Linked DNA regions of Mus musculus: region 1 is linked to region 2. Evidence: chromatin contacts called from public HiCAR-type data. All regions are on one chromosome and are shown on one strand. The core of a region is the stretch at or near the end of the contact, and the rest is flanking DNA. Distances in the headings are between cores, read along the strand shown. Region 1 holds the start of L3hypdh (L-3-hydroxyproline dehydratase (trans-)). Region 2 holds the start of Arf6 (ADP-ribosylation factor 6).

Region 1 (7,121 bases), core at 3,358-5,857, 2.7 Mb after region 2:
GCCCTCACACAGAAAATGGAACTGCTATGTCCCTTTCAAGTGTTGCTTTGAGAATTCCATGCAGTAACACATAGAAAGTATCAGGTACAGGTTAGTAGGCGTGATGAATGTTAATATGAAAGCCAAAGTTTAACTTCTGACCAGAATGACAATCTCAAGAGGACCAGAGGGCCACAATTGCCAGTCTGTACAGCCTCTAAATTTCACTGATGTGACTACTCATTTGGTCACCATCATTTACAGTCTACTGTAGTAAACCTCCCAGGGTACAGTGAACAATATAAACAAAATTGTGTGTGTGTGTGTGTGTGTGTGTGAGTGTGTGTTACAGCGAACTCTGAAGCCCTCCCAGGTGAGTACTGGTGACACCTTCATTTCACAGATGGTGACTTTCTTACACAAGGCCACTGAGATGGGAAGGGGCAGATAACGCTTTTCAGTACCATCCCCTGGCTTTTATGTGCTTCCAAGAAGAAGATGTAGGGTTTCCTTTTCCTCACACCTCAGCAGGACCATTCAAGTCCACTAACTTTGGTGCTGTCACAAAGGAATGCAGTGGGGAAGTACAGTATCTGTCTTAGTCAGGGTTTCTATTCCTGCACAAACATCATGACCAAGAAGCAAATTGGGGAGGAAAGGGTTTATTCGGCTTACATTTCCATACTGCTGTTTATCACCAAAGGAAGTCAGGACTGGAACTCAAGCAGGTCAGGAAGCAGGAGCTGATGCAGAGGCCATGGAGGGATGTTACTTACTGGCTTGCTCAGCCTGCTCTCTTATAGAACCAAGACTACCAGCCCAGAGATGGTCCCACCCACAAGGGGCCTTTCCCCCTTGATCACTAATTGAGAAAATGCTTTACAGTTGGATCTCATGGAGGCATTTCCTCAACTGAAGCTCCTTTCTCTGTGATAACTCCAGCTGTGTCAAGTTGACACAAAACTAGCCAGTACAGTATCTAAAGGTCTGGCTACCCTTCTCTGTTATGAACCTGAGACTAATATACAGCTGCTGCTGCTGCTGCCAGTTGTAGGGTCTCTCGAAGTGGACTCCCTTCTTATTTTTTTTTTAAAGATTTTATTTATTTATTATATGTAAGTACACTGTAGCTGTCTTCAGATCTCATTATGGGTGATTGCTGGGATTTGAATTCAGGACCTCCGGAAGAGCAGTCAGTGCTCTTAACTGCTGAGCAGTCTCACCAGGACCCCCCCCCCCCCTTTAATATGAATACATGCTGTGTGCCTAGATTGGGCAGATCTACCACAGCTATGCTACCATCTTCCACATCTTCTTCCTCCTCCTCTGCCTTCTCTGTCTCAAACCTCTTTCTTTTCTTTCTTTCTGCTTTACCTTCTCTCTCTCTCTCTGCCCAACCATCAGCTCTCCTTTATTTTACAAATTAAGGTGGGAAGCAGGTTTACAGGAACTCATCTGAGTGCTGACTCATTCCTCGTTCGCAGTCCCTCACCGGAGAACAGAATTGACATCAAATATAATTAGTCCCAGGGCTATCTATCCACAACACCCCACCAAAACCCACCAAAATAGCATGTAAATTCTTTGCAATGAGGTACACTAGGTCAATCTGTAATGTCTCCAGCACCTCATTAATGAGCATGTCTGTTTATTAAAAGATTTGGAACTATTGCTTCTCAGCCTTCTGACTAAGATCAAGTGTAAAAGATCTGAAACTAGGACAGGCGTCGTAAAAAATCAGGTTCAGTTCCTAAGAAGAGGCTTGTCGGAGTGTGCACTGATAGAGGCCTGCTTCCGGATCTTGCCTCCACCCCAACTCCACCCCCATGCCCTCCTCCTCTGCCCCGCGCTGGGAACCGCTGGGATTCAGCCGCCCTTGGCCAGGAAGGGGCCTCTGGTCATACCAGACAAGTCGCACGGGATCGGGTTTGCCTAGCAGAAATGCACAGGACCCAGCACCACCCTTCCTGCCACGCGCAGGACGAACTCCCGCTGCTGCCACTCCCGGGGCTCGAAGGAAGAAACTCGTGGACTCCCTTTAATCTACTGCTCAAGTTGCTTAGGGAGAAACTAGGTATCCAGCTGGTTAAATGGCTGGTCTTGAAAAACCAATAATAATGATAATAATTCTAACCCTGATTATCATTATTATTAAACCATAAATCATTTTTTCCCAAGTGCCATACTCTCATAGGGCATCAAATTCCTCCAAGGCCCGCCTCATCACAGGTGTTCCCTCTACTGGGGCCACCCTAAGCCTGTTCAGCTACAGTGTCATTTATGCCCAGACTGATCCAGAGTCTAATTATTCAAGGAGGATCAGGGTCAGATTTTCTAAGAATGCTTTGCATAGCTTGAAGTCTTGGGAGAAAAGCAGTGGTAACCTTATTCCTAGATTGGTTAAAGTAGCTCCCAGTTCACTTCCAGGCAAACATTAAACATTTCCATGGACAGAACTCAAGCCGGCAAGTGTGTCTGACCTGCCAGTGTGGCAAGTTCCATGCTGGAGAGCTATGAAACTCAGAGACTATAAAAAAATGAATGATTAAAAGATGTACTTTTTTTTTTTTTTTTTTTTTCCGAGACAGGGTTTCTCTTTATAGCCCTGGCTGTCCTAAAACTCAATTTGTAGACCAGGCTGTCCTCGAACTCAGAAATCCGCCTGCCTCTGCCTCCCGAGTAAAGGGATTAAAGGCGTGCAACACCCACCCCCCCCCACCCCCCCACCCCCCCGTCGTAAGTGTACATTTTTTATGGAGGGCACATTCATAGCTATCCTGGGCAAATGGACCCTGCAAGTTGCATGCTGGGTACTCTTGCTACAGGGACACCTGGGATGAGAGATAAAACAGCTGCCAGTTGATTCCTAAGAGGGATGCTCCTCTTTGTAAATGTCCCGATTATGCAGATTATCTGCTTAGTCTATACCATAGAACCCAGAAACCCCGTCCATGTTTCTGTATCTCCAGGAAACAATCCTACATATCTTGAAGTCTCTGTTTCTTGACGAATATTTTTTTTTCAGATATTTAAAAAATTCTGGGCTGGTGAGATGGCTCAGTGGGTAAGAGCACCCGACTGCTCTTCCAAAGGTCCGGAATTCAAATCCCAGCAACCACATGGTGGCTCACAACCATCTCTAACAAGATCTGACGCCCTCTTCTGGAGTGTCTGAAGACAGCTACAGTGTACTTACATATAATAAATAAATAAATCTTTAAAAAAAAAATCTACCAGTACTCAAGAAGTGGGCCAGCCTAGTCAACGTAGAAATTCCAGGGTTCCATTCCAGCCAGGGCTACACAGTGACCCCCTGTCTCAAAACAATAAAACAATGAACACTCATTAATTTAAGAAAAAAAAATTTTAACAATGTTTCATACCCTCATTACTAACCACAAAAACCTCTGAGATAAAATGAAGGTACAGACTCAGTCAAGGAGTCTGTGAACTTTGCCTAAGGTTGGATGGCTTTTGAGGGGTTGTGAACTTGTGTGTCCAGCCAAGGACTTTGTTTCTCAACAAGGACAGCAATAGCTTTGCTTACAAATTTAGTGCCTTTCAGAGTCATTTAGTTCTTACCAAGCATATTCTAAGCTATGCTCGAACTCTGGTACACACACTGTCCTTTGGTCCTTAACTTCAGTCTACTGTGAAGCGGCTATGAATCCTGACAAGCAAGGAATGAGGATCTTAAAAAAAGGAAGCGCACAATTCATCCGCATTCCACTCTAAGCTCCCCCCAGGCCTTGTGAGCATGGATCCGCTCAGCAGGACAGCAGAATTGCATCCACCAAACCTGTAAGGCAAAGACACTGAAGCGTGTTTGCAGTAATTTGGAATTACCTTTTTATTAATCGCAAGGGCAGGCAGGGTGGGTTAGTTGCGCAGATATATTCAGCCACAGAGCAGTGGTTAGATTCGCGGATTGTCTCAACCGGGTCTAGTGAGTCTCACCCTTTACCTGAGGCCAGGACAAAGGCTGGGACGCTGTGGAAGCGCACAGGGCCGCAACTGCGGCCACCTTCACACTCTACGAAGGCGGTCACCAGACCACACGGGCAGTGGATGTTGACCTGAGCCTCCCGGGCGCCTTTTGGGGGAGCGGGCACCAGTCCAAAGTCGAGCGCGAAGCGGCCCAGCGCTAGCACCGCGTGACCGCACATGGAGCTGTAGCCTTCGTTGTGCAAGAACAGGACGCCTAGGTGTGCGTCTGGCAGCTCACTGGGCACCAGGATGGCCCCGTACATGTCCCGGTGGCCGCGGGGCTCGAACACGAGCCGCCGCCGGATGTAGTCGAGGTGTTGACGCATGTAGCGACGCTTGGCCAGCAACGTGGGCCCTGCCACCTCCGGACACCCGGCGTGCACGATGCGCAGAGGCTCGCCGCCTGTGTGCATGTCCACCACCGACAGTGCTGGCGTCCTCGGGTCGTTTGGGGGCAGCCGGGTCACTGCCAGCGCCGCCTCCATTGTCTGCGTCCAGGGACTGCCGCACAGCGCGGTGGTGCTCTCTCCAAGCAGGGAGAAAGCGCCAAACCCAACGGGAGAACGCGCAGAACCGGTGGCAATCTCAGGGCCAAGCCGGCGAGCAGAGATCACCCAGCGACCAGCGTCCGGAATCTTAGACTGGGCGCGCCCGAGCTAGCAGGATTCAGAGTTAGACTCCCAACAGGGGCGAGCCTGGGCGACAGGACAGGGAGCGTGGGCAGGGATTAGAAAACTAGACCCCCCAAATGGGGGCGTGGCTCCAGAGGTTTGAACACACGGAGGGGGCGGGGCTTCGGAACTTGCTCCAGCAGCGGGGCGGGGCTCGGAGGCTGGACTGCTCGGCGGGGGCGGGGCCTCGGAGACTAGACACGCGGCAGGGGCAGGGCCTAGAAAAGGAGCCAATAAAATAGGGGCGGGGCTCCAGAGACTACTCTGCGGAGGCGGTGCCTAGAAAACTAGCCCGCACGATGGGGGCGGTCCTCGGAGACCTCAATGCAGGGTAGGAGCGAGGCCTCGGCGACTTGAATGCACGGGGTGGGCGGAGCTACGAGCTTCGTCTAGGAAACGGGGGCGGGACCTCAGGGCCCCTTCAAAGAGACACTGGAGGCGGTGGAGACCAGTTCAAGTTGGAGGCAGGGCGGGGACGAGACCTGAGTCTGGACCCGGAAAAGGTGGAGCCTCTGAGCTCAAACCCGGAAGCGAGAGAGAGAGAGAGAGAGAGAGAGAGAGAGAGAGAGAGAGAGAGAGAGGCTTCCAAGCCTAGATTAGGAAACTAGGTTTCTGGGAATCCTAGGCCTGGAAGTCCGCCGCGTGCACCCCCGACACCCCTAGCGGGGGAAGCGGTGGTGGGGCGGGACTCGGAGCCGAATGTAGCAGGGGCGGGGTTCCAGCGTGCTTGCCAGGCTAGCGGGAGGCGGAGCGGCTGAGAGCGCTGTGGCCCGGATGTTCGGGCGCTGCGTTCGGACCCGCTGATCCCCGGCTTCTCAGGGGAACCTAGTGTGGCCAATGGGTAAGTGGTCGATTAGGCTGCGGGCGTGTCTCTGTCCTTTTTTCCTATTGCTTTTCCTCGCATTGTCTTGGGCTCGCCATCGGGCCGACAGCTCTGCTGCAGCGAGCAGCCTGGCCCTTGGCTGCGCTGAGCCCAGGCACTGACTTCTCCCGGGGTTGGGATGGTCTGCTCCAGAATGGCTGGAGAAGAGCGCTTGTGCAGAATTAAAGGCTGAGTCTTTGTTGTGCTCTTCCTGTGTCCCTTCCTTCAGTCCCTTTGTTCTTGTCCAGGAAAGCATTCCTGGTGGTTGACTTCAGAATTAGAAGCAGAGTTAGAACAGGACAAGGAAGCAGAACCTAATTGCCACGAGACTTGCTTTTTCAACCTCAAATGTAATAGTTGTTTTTCAAGACAGGGTTTGTCCTTGTAGCCTTAGTCGACCTGGAACTTGCTCTGTAGACCAGGCTAACCTCGAACGCAGAGTTCCACCTGCCTCCGCCTCCATAGTGCTGGGTTGAAAGGCGTGCACTATTACACTGGACATCAAATGTAAATACATTAAGCCCTTCACAAAGGGTCTTAGACTGCTGCAGAAAAAAACAAGGACAACATTTTAGCTATAGCTCACCAATGGCTATGAAAGGTTGTACAGATTCTTCTCGTTAGGTAAATGAGCTTTGGTTTGTTGGCCTTGGTTTTGAGATCTTTTAGACGCAAAGCCCATGGAGAAGGGACTTCCTTCTCATTACAGTTCAGTTGTGTTTAAAAAAGGTGTTAAGGATTGGCTGGAGAGATGGCTCAGTGATTAAGAGCACTTGCTGCTTTTCGTGGGGTTTGATCCCCAGAACCTCCACAGCGGCTCAGGACCCTTAGTAACTGCAGTTCAGTGGCTCCTATATCCCTTTCTGACTTTCTCCTCTTTTGGCCTCTGCGGGAACTTGGCTGGTACATGGTGCACAGACATAAATGCAGGCAAAACACAAATACACATGAAAACACAATACTATAATAATAAAAGTTTGTTTTTAAGATTATAAAATAAAGAAGAATTTTTTTAAAAAAAAGATGTCAGATACTTGGTAAAGTGAAAATATCAAACATGAGACATTTCAGACTTTTTTCTGTTTTCCCTCGGCAACATAAGTCCCCCCAAAAAACAACAACAACAACAACAAAAAAAACAAAAACAAAAAACAAAACTGTTCTCCAGGAATTTGAAAGGAGAAAGGGCCTTGTAACCAGAGTCTCCACATGAAAAGTTTGAGGAAATTATTGTTCAGCAATAATAACACGTGTAAATTCACACGTAGGCCAGCATTGTTTTGGATTCATTTCATAGCAAATGGCAGATTCTTACAGAAGCCAGCCTCACTGCCATCGTCCTCTGAGTACCTTTGTGGCTTTGAGCAGCACTTTCCATAATTGGTGTAGAGGATCAGGTGTCACTGATACAGAGGAGTAATTTCTCTTCGATGAAGTCTTAGATAATTTGGAGATCCTCGGGTTTTTGTCTTAAAAGAGCTGTTTTTAATTCCCCTCATCCCTTTAAGAAATTGATTGCAAGAAATTGATTGTTCTCAAGTAATTGCTCAGAAGCTCAGTGCCAGCACTGATGGGATCTACCCTTGTCAAAAATCATAAAAACTGGGCTAATGCTTTGATAT
Region 2 (7,136 bases), core at 2,069-4,568:
ATGAGTTTTAGTTTAAAATTATTCTTCTGATATTAAAAAGTCAAATTTATTTTTTTCCCCTGAGACAAGGTTTCTCTATGTATCCCTGGCTGACCTAGAACTTACTCCGTAGACCAGGCTGGCCTAGAACTCAGAGATCTGCCTGCCTCTGCCTCCTGAGTACTGGGATTAAAGGCATGCACCACCATTGCTGGACTCAAAAACCAAAACAAACAAAAAAGTCGAATTTCTGGTTAAGACAGGATTTCACTATGTAGCTCTGACTGGTCTGGAACTCACAATGTAGGTAAAGTCAGAGTTTCGTCTGCCTTTGGAGTGCTGAGAGCAAAGGCATACACATCCAGCTAAAACTTTGGAACTTTTTTTTTTTTTCCAAGACAGGGTTTCTCTGTGTAGCCCTGGCTGTCCTGGAACTCACTCTGTAGACCAGGCTGGCCTCGAACTCAGAAATCCGCCCACCTCTGCCCCCCAAGTGCTGAGATTAAAGGCGTGCGCCACCACACCCAGCTAACTTTGGAAGTTTGAATGTCTCATATTTCAAATCCTGGAACACCACACCAATCAGCTTACTCACAGGAATCCTATGGAACACCGAGGTAGGAGAGTGATTTATTTGCTCATTTTCCTCTTTCCTTACTCTTCATTTGGGAATAAGTCCAAATATGAGAGGTTAAAACGGTTGCTGTATATCAACATGAGTTTCAGTCATGGTCTGCCACTTTTTGACCATGGAATACATTTTGTCTCAAGATCCATGTCATGAAAATTAGTCAGTTTTTGCCCTGAACGTCTTCAGTAACTAGCTTAAATTTTCTTTTCTTTTTTTTTTAAAGATTTATTTATTTTTATTTATATGAGTACACTGCAGCTGTCTTCAGACACACATTAGAAGAGTGCACTGGATCCCATTACAGATGGTTGTGAGCCACCATGTGGTTGCTGATTTGAACTCAGGACCTCTAGAAGAGCAGTCAGTGCTCTTAACCGCTGAGCCATCTCTCCAGCCCTAGCTTAAAATTTCTAAATGAAACTTCATCATTCTGTAGATCTTCAAGGCTCACTTCAAACGTAGGACTCTTGAGCAGATACAGTTTTGGATCCTTGAGTCCCTTGTGACCGTCGTTTTCCCAATGTTTTTAATACTAGCTGGAACTTTCATATCACACCAGTCTTTCTTAGAAAATCGGTCAACCTTTCACCACACGCTTGCTCTTGCCTGCCAAGGTACTCCTTAGAGAGCCATTTTATATGCAGCTAACAGTTGAAAGGGGAGGGAGAGGCAGGTTGTAAGTGGTGGAGCCACTGGTCAGGTGCCATGTTCCCATAAACAACACTAAGGAAATCACTGTGTCTCAAAAATGTAAAAGAAAAAAAAAAAGGCATGAAAGTAGAAGGGGCTACTAAAAAGGAAGTCAGTGAAAGGGAGCAAGGGAAGGTGACAGAGGGGGAGAATAACTGAAAAACATTATATACACATTTGAGGGCAAAATGATTATGTACAATTAATATAATAGAAACATCAAATAAAAATTATTCTCTAGAAGGGGTCAAGAAAATAAGATGTTTCATCTGTGGTATGGTTTAATAGTTGCCTAAATTATTACTATTTGGAAGTGTTTGGAATATTTTAAAATTTACCTTTTTTTTTTTTTGAGCTAGGACCTCACTTTGTAACCTTGACTTGGCCTGGAGCTCAATATGTACACCAGGTTGGCCTCAATCTCAGAGATATTCATCAATCTCTGTCTCTCCAGTGCGGGGGTTAAAGGCATACACCACCTTGAATGTCTTTAAATTACATTTTGCTTGGTGTCCTCCAAGTCAGGGTGGGTGACAAGTGCTTTAATCACTGAGCAGTATCAACCAGCCCCAAACTGACCTATTTTTTTTAAAGCATGGCATAGAGAGTTTAATTCTTACTATTGGCGACTAGTTTCTGACTATTGCTATTTGTTTTGTACTATAATTATTCTTTAATCATTTATTATTGGGGCTGGGAAGATGGCTTGGTGCATTAAAAAGCACTTGCTTTGTAAGCAGTAAGTTCCAGAGTTCGAATCTTCAGTCAAGTAAAAAGCCTGCTGTGGTTTCAAATACCTGTTGCTCCATTGGGTCACCCCTGTCCTGGGAGGTGGAGGCTGGAGAATAATTTCAGATAACCCTGAGCGACTGTGAGGCCAGTACTTGTTAAATAGAGTGGCACACTCTCTAGCCTAGACTGACCTAGAATTACAGCGACCCTCTCTGCCTCAGTCTCATCACTTCTGGTACAGGTGTGAGCTGTACCAGATGACTTCCTTTTTTTTTTTTTTTAATTATAAAATAAAAACAGTATATTATCATATGCTGTTGTAGCAACTTCCTTGAACTTAAGTTTTCTCCCCGTGTTTATTTTTATTAAAAATTTCACCTTACTTTAACCTTAACACTATCCGTTTAATACAAAAAGGTTTCCTGGTCCAGCAAGATGGCTTAGTAGGTAAAAGCGTCGGGCGCCAAGCTTGACTTGATACCTGGGACCCACATGAAGAAAGGGGAGAACTGACTTTGGTTGTCCTCTGACCTCTCTCCGTGCGTACGCACACTAAATGAAAAAAAGTATTTGAAAATAAGAACAAAACCCAAAGAGTTTCCTTATAGTACGTGGAGAGCAGAAGTCAATTCAAGGGAGTTGGTTCTCTCCTTCCTGGGGAACGAAGGCGGGTCCGCCCTCTCGGTGGCAGGCTTTACCCACAGTCATCTCGTCGGCCCTGATAGTCTGTTTCTTAAGAAATGCGGGCGGTTCAGACCAGACTTATAAAGAACGAGTTTAAACTTTCAAAGGCAGGGCTTAGGGGCAGACCCAACTCGAGTACAAAAAGTGCGGGCTACTTTGGCGGATTCTATGGAACACTGGCCTCCCACGTGTCTTCCAGGAAACTGAAGGAAGGCTGGGGAGAGCGGGAGGGGCTTCGCGCAGGGGGTCCGGGAGCGAGCCTGGGAAGCGTGGCTGGGGCGCCGGTCCTAAGGGCCGACGAAGCCCGCCCTCGGTGGATCCGTGCCCCGCCTTCGAGTGGCGGAGAAGGAGACCCGCGGAGACCCCGGGTAGAGCGACAGGTGGGCACACGGCCAGCCCCACGCCAGCAGGTTCCGCGAGGCGCCGGCGTTGAGCCCCGGGAGCCGCCGTAGCCCCGCCCCCCGGCGCGTGGCGCTCGTGACGTCGAGAGCGCGGGCCACTCTCCTTTCAGAGGTCGCGCTCTTCCGAACGGTCGGGCCGAGGCGCGCGTGCGCAGTTGGGAGGGGAAGTGAGGCGGTTTCCTCGGCGCCTTTTCCGGCAGCGGCGGCGGCGGCAGCAGAGCTAGGAGGAGGAGGTGGAGGCCGGAGGGAACCCGCGCTCGGGGCGGCGGCTGGAGGTAACCTCAAGGGCCGAGCCCGAAAGGCGGGCCGCGTCGGTCTGGGCGCCCCCTCGGAGGCCCGGCGGTAACTCCCTTCTCCCTCTCTGTGTCCCTGCAGGCGAGCACCCGCGAGTTCCCGCGAGGATCCATGACCTGACCGGGCGCCGAGCCGCGCTCGTCGTCGGGGTGGTGACCGGGGTCGGTGCCGAGTCCGGTGCTCGCAGGCCGGCAGGCCGGCCGCAGTTGGAGCCGGCGCGTGCCGAGGCGGCGGAGGAGCTGTCGGCGGCGCTTGCTCGCTCGCTCGTTCGCGCGGCGCCTGCGGGGGGGAAGGGCAGTTCCGGGCCGGCCGCGCCTCGCCTCGCCTCGCTTGAGCAGGGCGGCGGCTCTCCCGGCGCAGACGCAGGGCCCCGGCGGCGGGCGATGCCCGAGTGAGCGCAGGCCGGGCCCCTGCTCCCCTAGCCGGCAGCTTCGCGCAGGCCGCAGGGCGTCCTCGCAGCGGGGCGGCGACGTTTCGGGCTCGCGGCGGCGTTGTAGGCTTGAGGGGACCCGGGACACCTGAATGCCCCCGGCCCCGGCTCTTCCGACGCGATGGGGAAGGTGCTATCCAAGATCTTCGGGAACAAGGAAATGCGGATCCTCATGCTGGGCCTGGACGCAGCCGGCAAGACAACGATCCTGTACAAGTTGAAGCTGGGCCAATCGGTGACCACCATCCCCACGGTGGGCTTCAACGTGGAGACGGTGACTTACAAAAACGTCAAGTTCAACGTGTGGGATGTGGGCGGCCAGGACAAGATCCGGCCGCTCTGGCGGCATTACTACACCGGGACCCAGGGTCTGATCTTCGTGGTAGACTGCGCCGACCGCGACCGCATCGACGAGGCCCGCCAGGAGCTGCACCGCATTATCAATGACCGGGAGATGAGGGACGCCATCATCCTCATCTTCGCCAACAAGCAGGACCTGCCCGATGCCATGAAACCCCATGAGATCCAGGAGAAACTGGGCCTGACCCGGATTCGGGACAGGAACTGGTATGTGCAGCCCTCCTGTGCCACCTCCGGGGACGGACTCTATGAGGGGCTCACATGGTTAACCTCTAACTACAAATCCTAATGAGCGTCCTCCACCCAGCCCCCGGAAGGAGAGAAATCCAAAACCCATTCCTAGGATTATCGCCACCTCCATCACCTCTTTGAATTGCCACTCTCTTTTTGAATCTGAACTCTGGAGTTACTGTTCTACAGTTTAGTGGGGTTGGGGGTTTTCTTTGTTTCCTTTTTTTTTTTTTTTTCCCTCTTGGCTTTGCGTTAGGATGCTCTGATCTGACATTTGACACGAATACAGTGCTAGATGCCTTGTGACTTCCAGCAAACGGGGTGGGGTAATAGCAACTCTTGGTAAAGTCCTTTATAATAATGGTTTGATTTTTTTATTTCGAGAGAATCTTCCCCCCCATGTATGCTTTTTTTCCTTTTTGCCCAGGTTCTTATCACTTGCTGTAGATGGCTTATTTTGCATTCATGCAGACTATGTTCCAAGTCTGTTTCATCTAGTAAACTGAAAATTATTGCTTAATCAAACTGCCGTTTGTCTTTTATATTTAAGGCCTCCCCCCCCTTCCTCCTTAGCGCTAACTTTAGCAGTTTCAAATGTGACCTTTTATAGCCAAGACCAGTATGGTGAACTAAGCCCACAGTGGCAAGATAATGAGTAATAGCAGTGTAATGTTCCAGTTGCACATGAGTGTGTCAGACAGGTAATGTCAGGAGCCCCTGGCAGTGTCAGCCATTAACGTGCATGAGGAGGAGTACAGCTCGAGCTCCCTTCACCCTAGCTAACTGCCGCCTAGAACAAGCAGCGCAGCCTGTAAAGCCTACAGGTCTCTTCCACTGCAAAGTTAGCAACTTCGCTGTTTCCCTCTTCTTACCTTTAAAAATACTCTTTCCAGAAAATGGAGCAATAATGGTGTATGCCTCACACAGATGAAATATTTGTAGATATTTTAAAGTGACTTTTGGACAAAACTGGAATGTTACCTTGTTTCAAATGTCTTAAGACCAGTAGTTTTAAAATTACTAAACATTTGCTCACTAATAAAACATTTAAAAAGTCAAATTATATGCCCCTTTAACGTAGCTGGAAAGAAAATACACATTCCTGTTTTCACGTTACAGCAGCTGACTAGACCGAAGATAATGACATTTTTTAAATAGATGAGTGATCTACATCTCCATTAAGACACTGGAAAAGATGTTTTATTTTAAAAAGGTATTTAGTTTTGCTTGATTGTAGGGTTTACTCCTGCAGATATCCTGTTGGTTCGGTAGTATATCTATCTCCTGTAAGGAAGGAAATGTGCTGAATGAATGGCTTAGATGTGGATGACAAAGGGGAAGTAGGCTGGACGGGAAGAACCTACAGATGACAATGAATGTAAATTAACTTTAAGGGTAAGCATTGTGCTGGTTGTATCCGGATCTTAAGATGATCTGGCTAGGACCTGTAACTAGATGGAGACCACTATAGTAACTTTTTGAACCAAATGTTAATGTCATTCCGAATTGTGAAGCAGCTTCTGGTTTCTCTGTAGCCTTAAGGATTAATTTAGCGATCCTCAAGGAATTAAACTTAGGGAATTTGGGAAATGTAGACTGCACAGGCAGTGTACTGGAAAAGGTGGAATTTTTTTTTTTTTTTAATGAGGGTGTCTGAAAATTAAAATCAAGCCGGATATCATGGTAAAGTTGGACAGTATTGGTCCTTCATGTTTTGGCCATATTGTATAATGGAGCTTTTACCAAAGATGTAGGAGAAGCAGGAGGCTATACAAAAATGAGCTGTAAGTAAAACATTTAACCTAAAGCAGATGAGAAAAGGTGCTATGTTGTAGGCTCCTATTGGTGCAGAGGGATTTTTGATTCAAGACGCAACTAAAGCCTAACGGCCTCAGTTTCACATTAATAGAAGCATCTCTAGGAATGAGGCGGACTCACTTAAGAACATTTTAGTTGCTTTTACAGTTCCCAAAGCTCCACCGTAAATGTAATTCTTAGTGTTTTAAATGATTACATTCTAAGGTACATAAATATGGTTATACAAATATCAATGCTATAGTAACATCCTGAAACAAAATAAGCACAAAGGTATAAATGCCTAAACTGGAGGAAACTTGAAACCCTCATGTTGATTCTTAAATGTAGTGTTCTACTTGTGACAGACAGATTGGTAGACAGCCATTTTTTTGTGTCTTAAAATAATTGGGGGCATAGTTAAAATTTTATACAAGTGATTGCTGTTACTGAATGTTGCAGGTGAGATGGGTTATTTTTAGCTTATTTGAGATATCTGAAGAGGTGGGAGGGGGGGAGACATATTTGAAATTTGAAAACCCTAAACCTTTTGGAAAGAAATTGTAATTTTCACTTACATTTCTTTAAGACTTTAAGAGATTTATAATTGATGTAGTTAAGTCAAACCATAACCATTGGTGATTATGAAGCAAAAATTAGAGCCTGCAGAAAAAGTTATAATGGAAGGATTAAAAAAAATCTAAAGATTTTGTTTTAATTGCATCAATTTCTGTATTTGTGTGAATTTATAAACATGCAGTAAGTTTTGAATGAGGTAAATCTTGTCTAATATAAGTAAATGAGTCTGTAGACTGTGATCCCCTCCCCCAGCTAAAAAAAGTGCAGTACTTGGAAATTGTTCTTTATGGTTGTAGTGTTGCTGAAGCACTAACATGCAGAAAATAAAGGA

What was found. HiCAR-type assays count read pairs that join an accessible place to other places.
Region 1: a HiCAR-type map of astrocytes shows a contact between it and region 2, with 2.8 times the contacts expected there. The contact joins the promoter of L3hypdh here to the promoter of Arf6 in region 2. A contact is called at or near these places in 1 of 39 promoter capture datasets (liver) and 1 of 115 datasets of contacts at active chromatin or transcription factors (astrocytes).

Annotation. Positions count from the first base shown.
Region 1 is chr12:72,080,706-72,087,826 of GRCm38.p6, forward strand. L3hypdh (L-3-hydroxyproline dehydratase (trans-)) reads right to left here and starts at 4,608. Exons shown (of 5, transcript NM_026038.2): 1 at 3,944-4,608. The coding sequence starts at 4,451. Jkamp (JNK1/MAPK8-associated membrane protein) reads left to right here and starts at 5,134. Exons shown (of 7, transcript NM_024205.2): 1 at 5,134-5,478. The coding sequence starts at 5,475.
Region 2 is chr12:69,368,832-69,375,967 of GRCm38.p6, forward strand. Arf6 (ADP-ribosylation factor 6) reads left to right here and starts at 3,319. Exons shown (of 2, transcript NM_007481.3): 1 at 3,319-3,392; 2 at 3,493-7,136. The coding sequence starts at 3,963. The coding sequence ends at 4,490. It also overlaps the pseudogene Gm18113.